2 separate regions of the Hordeum vulgare genome follow, and region 1 is linked to region 2. The links are chromatin contacts, called in public Hi-C maps. All regions are on one chromosome and are shown on one strand. Each heading gives the region's core, a stretch centred on a gene start, on an enhancer-like site or on the middle of the called end of the contact. The rest is flanking DNA. Distances are from core to core; before and after follow the strand shown.

The links. Hi-C and Micro-C count contacts between places; a contact is called where the count stands out from the background.
Region 1: a contact with region 2 is called in a Hi-C map of seedling, with 4 times the contacts expected there. The contact joins the promoter of LOC123435896 here to the promoter of LOC123435880 in region 2. A contact is called at or near these places in 2 of 6 Hi-C or Micro-C datasets (leaf and seedling) and 1 of 1 datasets of contacts at active chromatin or transcription factors (embryo).

Annotation. Positions count from the first base shown.
Region 1 is chr1H:351,551,069-351,553,768 of MorexV3_pseudomolecules_assembly, reverse strand. It overlaps LOC123435896, which reads right to left and starts at 1,439. Exons shown (of 5, transcript XM_045115598.1): 1 at 972-1,439; 2 at 38-303. The coding sequence starts at 1,313.
Region 2 is chr1H:350,870,173-350,872,872 of MorexV3_pseudomolecules_assembly, reverse strand. LOC123435880 (AT-hook motif nuclear-localized protein 10-like) reads left to right here and starts at 1,437. Exons shown (of 6, transcript XM_045115597.1): 1 at 1,437-1,729; 2 at 2,035-2,700. The coding sequence starts at 2,121.

The DNA of each region.
Region 1 (2,700 bases), core at 190-2,689, 680 kb before region 2:
GGCAGTGAAGATATTGTCTGATTAGTGATGAATTTACCTATAGAAACTACCAAGTGGGTCACTGCCCACACTGCCGGCCATTGCTATTCTAAGCTCAGGGTAGCTGCTGGCCCGACTACTACCAAGCCTTGCTAGAGCCACAAGCGAGTTGGACAGTGAGCCTCCGGCAGCGGCCTTGTAGGTGCAGCCATCCATGGCACGCAAGACCCGTCCCCTCTCCTCATGGTTAACGACTTTTCTAGTACCCTTCTCTATGCCCAGTCTCTCGAGGAATTCATCATCCACCATGCCTGAGAAGTCAACCTATTTGAGCAAAAAAAACATTCATAAGTTAATACAATTGATCCCAAGAGCTTATCCAAACAGATTGAATGTCTGTGTACTGGCGTCCATTACATATTTGGCACCAACGAATAAATTGTATATGCGCACATACAAGCAGCAAATAATCACCGAGATAGGCCATGAGACGGATCCCTGGTACTAGTGACCCTGCCCTCTAGTGTCTGTTGATGTGTATTCACCATTACTAGCTAATGTGTATTCTGCATTTGTGGTGCATGGAAGTGGTAATGTTTGTTTTTCCAGCTACTGGTTTCTTCCAATCTGGCATCAGGAAAGCACCTTCAATTCCACATTTACTTACCCATTACAGGAAACAGTATAGTCTTTATCCAAGAAAAAAAAGGAAACAGTATAGTAGAAATGCAGTGTAGTGATAGTCAGTTGCACGTTTGGCACCGCCAAAAACATAGTAGGACTAAACACTCAGGTCACATTAGCCAGCATCGTCAAACTTGCACAAGTCGAAATATTAAATCATTAACAGTAGAAAGAGCGCCAGAATCTTGCCAGAGTCCCAACCAGTCAATGCCCTACGACCTACGTTATGTTGAATGCTTGAAGCTACTGGTTGGTTGCAAATTGGCATCAGTAAGACAGAGAGGTAGGGAACACAGGAGTGTGCGCACCATGGCCTGGCCGAGTCCGAGCACGTCCCAGCGCTCGGGCCCGGAGAAGGCAGCGGCGGCGAGCTCGATGACGTCCTCACACTCCTGCTCCTGCCTCGGCGGCCCACCGCTAAGCGCGCCGGGGCCATCCTCCTCGTCCTCGTCGTCGCTTGCATCTTCGTCGGCGTCGGAAAATCCTCCCAGGAGCGCCCTCGGCCTGCCCTCCCAGCGCACCGCGAACCGGCGCGGCCCTGCCCTGGCTCCTCCTCGCGGCGCGGCGCAGGAAGAGGAAGGAAGAGGCGGGAGGGGAGCGGCGAGGCGGCGGCTGATGAGCCGGGAGGCGGTGGTGGAGGCGAGCGCCATTGGAGAGAGGAGGATGGGAGTGGGAGAGGAGCCGTGCCGTGTTCGGAGCAGGGAAATGGAGTGGATTAGGGTGTTGGGGAGGGAGAAGAGGACGTGGAGCTCCTGCGGCCGGCCACCGCCAGGCTGAGAAAGGAAAAAAGGGAAGCCAACTCCACCGCGCCACCCATCTTGTCCGGGTGCGTTCGTTTAGTCCGGCCCAACGCGCGGATCCAAACAGAAAATGTCCGGATTTCGTCCGTTTTCGACTCATCCCCGACCCAAACTTGCGTCGAGTTTGGGGAAAACGGACATCACGCGGACGCGCTCGTCGCACGCCCTTGTCCGCCCGTGGCCCGCGTGTCGGGGACACAAGTATTCCCATTCGATTCCAACGCCTCCACCCCCTCTCCCGCCCTGCCCCGCTGACGTCGCCGTCGCTATTCTCCGGCCACCTCAGCCCCCGGCCGTCCATAGCAAACCACGTCTCGACATGGCCGCTACCACGCCCGCGCTTTCGTCGTAGTTTAGGCATCGATCAGAGGAGGTTTGGTCGTCACTGTCCTAGCCGGCGGCAGAGTGGATACGACCGCAGGCGACGTACCATGGCGGCCACGGCAGCTTCCGACGAGTGCTCCAGAGCGGCCAGTAGCCGGCCGCCAACCACCCCTGCATCGAGGTGATCATCGCGGCCTCTTTGCCACCACGACCGCTAAGTGTTCGACACTTTGCCCGCAAAGGTATGAACAGTGGTGATGAGTTTTTCTTCCACCACTTCATTTGTTCATCGGACGATTCGTCGTCGGATGATGAAGATCTTTTGGTGGCTGCACTGGTGGTTCACGACCACATTCAACGGCAGCTTCCTCGGTACATGGGGTCACTCCCTGGCTGTGCTCCCAATCTAAACCGCAACAGGGAGAGAGGCCAGGCCCTGCTCTATGTCGATTACTTTGCGAACACCCCGCTCTTCAAGCTGGATAAATTTCATCGCCATTTTCTATGACAAGGCATGTGTTCAATCGTATCCGAGAGGGAGTGGTTGCTCATGACCCATACTTCGAGTGCAAGACGGATGCCCTTGGCAAGCTAGGATTCTCCTCTTACCAGAAATGCACCGCGGCCATCCACATGCTTGCATATGGAATTCCAGGCGATCTGGTGATGAGTATGTGCGTATGAGTGAGACAACATGTCTGATGTCAATGTACAAGTTCTGCCAGGTTGTGATCGAGGTGTTTGGCCCTGAGTACTTGAGGCAGCCAACTGCCGCTGATACAGAGAGATTCTTGGCGACCAACGCAGCTAGAGGCTTTCCAGGCATGCTTGGCAGCACAGATTGTATGCACTGGGAGTGGAAGAACTGTCCATTTGCTTGGCAGGGCCAGTACAAGGGGGATGTCAAAGCGTG
Region 2 (2,700 bases), core at 188-2,687:
GCTAATCCCAAGACTATATTACTAGCTATGATACCTCCACTATGGCCAGTCTAATCCAAACACCTCTTATATGCAAATGCAAAACGTAGCAGCACACCCACAGTGCTTCACCTATCGGCTAAAGTGTAGTAGTAGTAATAAACTTGTAGTAATAAAAAAGCGAAGCAGTACTTTCCTGGTACATGCAGCAATTTTGTACCGATGCTTTGACTAGATCTCCCCACAGAAAAAAAGATAACAGACGTAGCACGAACGGAGCCGATTCGTGTGAATAATTACACCAAAAACGCCCTTAAACCCTAGCCGACGAGACCCTGGCGGCAGCATGCCCGTGCGGATTACCAGGAATGCCCCCGAGATATCCCACGGCGGAAATGGAATGGATGAGCACGACCGGTGAGAGGCGCGAACAGCGGCGACGTTTGTCGTATCGTGCGCTGCTGCTACCAGAGGACGCACCCCAGCAGCAGTACGTTCCGTTGGGCGGCTCGCTCCATCCGATCACTCACCAGAACGTTGACTTCCCCGGTCAATGAGTCCGCGAGCAGCGGGCGTGGGCCCTCCGATCCGCGTGGACTCATCCGGGCCACCAAAAACATGCGTCCGCGCGCGCCATCCGACGGCCGAGAGACGCCCTGCGCGGGCTGCGGCCGTGACCGTTGCCGCGAGTCAGTCCGCGGGCCCCGGCGCGCAGGGAGAGACGGTGGCGCGCCTCGGGAACCGGCGCCCGGGGCGGTGGGCCCGCGGCGTTGTTTATTTCTGCGGCCGGATGGTGTCACGTGACGTGCCTGGAATCCTGGCCTGCTGTCCCTCTGACCGGCCAGCCAGCTGCCCGCTCCCCCTCTGACCGGGCCACCTCGACCTCTCACCGACAGGCGGGCCCTCCCCCGTCCCCCCAAAAGGAAAACATTTCCAGGTTTATAAAAATGGGAGGGGGAAAGAGGCGAGGTGGCGCAAGCGGGAAAAGCCGGTGAGAGGGAGGCCAAGCAAGCAAGCAAAGGGGAAAAAAAAGGAAAAAAAAAAAGAGATGGGAGAGAAAAGTAATGACCAAGGGGCGATTGATTCCTGCCCGCCAAGCACGCCCAAAAAGACAAGGCCTTTTCTAAACCGGCCATCAATACGGCCACTGGTACCACGCCAATTTAATTAATTATGGAGTAGTAAATCCGTGGCGTAAACGAGCAGGCAAGCAAGCAATGGCTCCCCTTTTGAATATTAATTCGGCTACTGTTTCGGTTCTCGAGTAGTAGAGTGGACCAGTCCCACTTCTCCTCTCTCTCTCTCTCTTCCTTGCTCAAGTGAGAAAGAAAACGTACTCCAAACCAAGATTAGAAAAACTATTTTTTTTTAATTTGAAGAGAGAGAGAGGGGGGAGAAAAGCAGGGTAGCTCCCCAACTACGCCCTGCCGCTGGCCTTTATTACTACCCGAAATGCAGTGCCTGCATGTGAAGCGTGTACCCGTAACAAATCGCCTTTCTTTCTGCCCCCAATTCCTCTCTCCCCCTTCTTTATTGCCTTTACTTTAGTAATTTCCGTTCCCCGTAATTTCGCTGCCCTCCTCCCTTTTCCCTTCCCCCTCTGGATTGGAATAGCTCTGCCTAGCCCAGCATTAGAACTAGCAGTAGTACTGAGCTGAGTGAGGAGGAGTGAGCTGAGGGAGTGGCGTCGTCTGGTGCTTTGAGCGAGAGAGGAGGAAGAAGGGGTGTCCTCGGCGATCTCATCCATTAGGTGCGTGAGCGTGAGTGCACGCGCGCCACCCCTCCTAACCCCCACCTAATCTCTGGCTCCCTTTTGTTCGCATCCTGACTCTTTATATCTGATAATATTCTGGAGATTGTTTTCTTGCTCGATCCCTCCCATGTTACTACTCGCCTCCGTTGTTATCTCCAACCTTTTTGTTCGTGAGTTCGTTTGAGATGCAGCTTCCGAGTGGAGTGGGGGAGAAATAAAGCGGCAGCAGACCCTCGTTTGGTCAAACTCGGACCGGATACTGACCGACTGATTGATTGATTGGCTTTGTTTGTTGGCTTCAGACCCTCGAGCTGAGACTGAAGCTCGCGGCGAGGCAGCTGCGGTAACGGCGCCACCCGGAAGACCAGGAGGGCTGGATCTGGGCGGAATGGAGGCCAAGGACGTCGCGCCGCTCGCCGCCGCCACCGCCGCTGCCCCCACCGCGCCGGTGCCGGCCCCGGCCCCTGCGCCTGCCCCGGTTTCGCAGGCTAAGCCGCAGCCGCAACCGCAGCCTCAGCCACCGCCGATCGCCTCCATGCCGCCGCCGCCGCATCCGTTCGCGCACCATCAGCAGCAGCACCACCACCACCAGCAGCAACAGCAGCAGCAACAGCAACCGCCGGCTGGGTCGGCGAACCCTGCCGCGCCCATGCCCGGAGGCGGCATGAGGCTCTCGTTCGACCAGATGGTGGGGAAGCCGCCCGGGGAGCACCACCCTCACCAGCACCAGCACCAGCACCCGCATCAGCATCAGCATCAGCATCAGCATCAGCACCAGCACCAGCACCCGCACCAGCATCACGCTCCGGGCCCCATGCTCTACGCCGCGCCGCCGCCCCACGCGGTGGCGCCACCGCCGGGCAGCAATGCGCTCGGCATGGGCGACCTCATGCGCAAGAAGCGTGGACGCCCGCGCAAGTACGCGCCCGACGGGAGCATGGCCCTCGCTCTCGCGCCCCTCTCCTCCG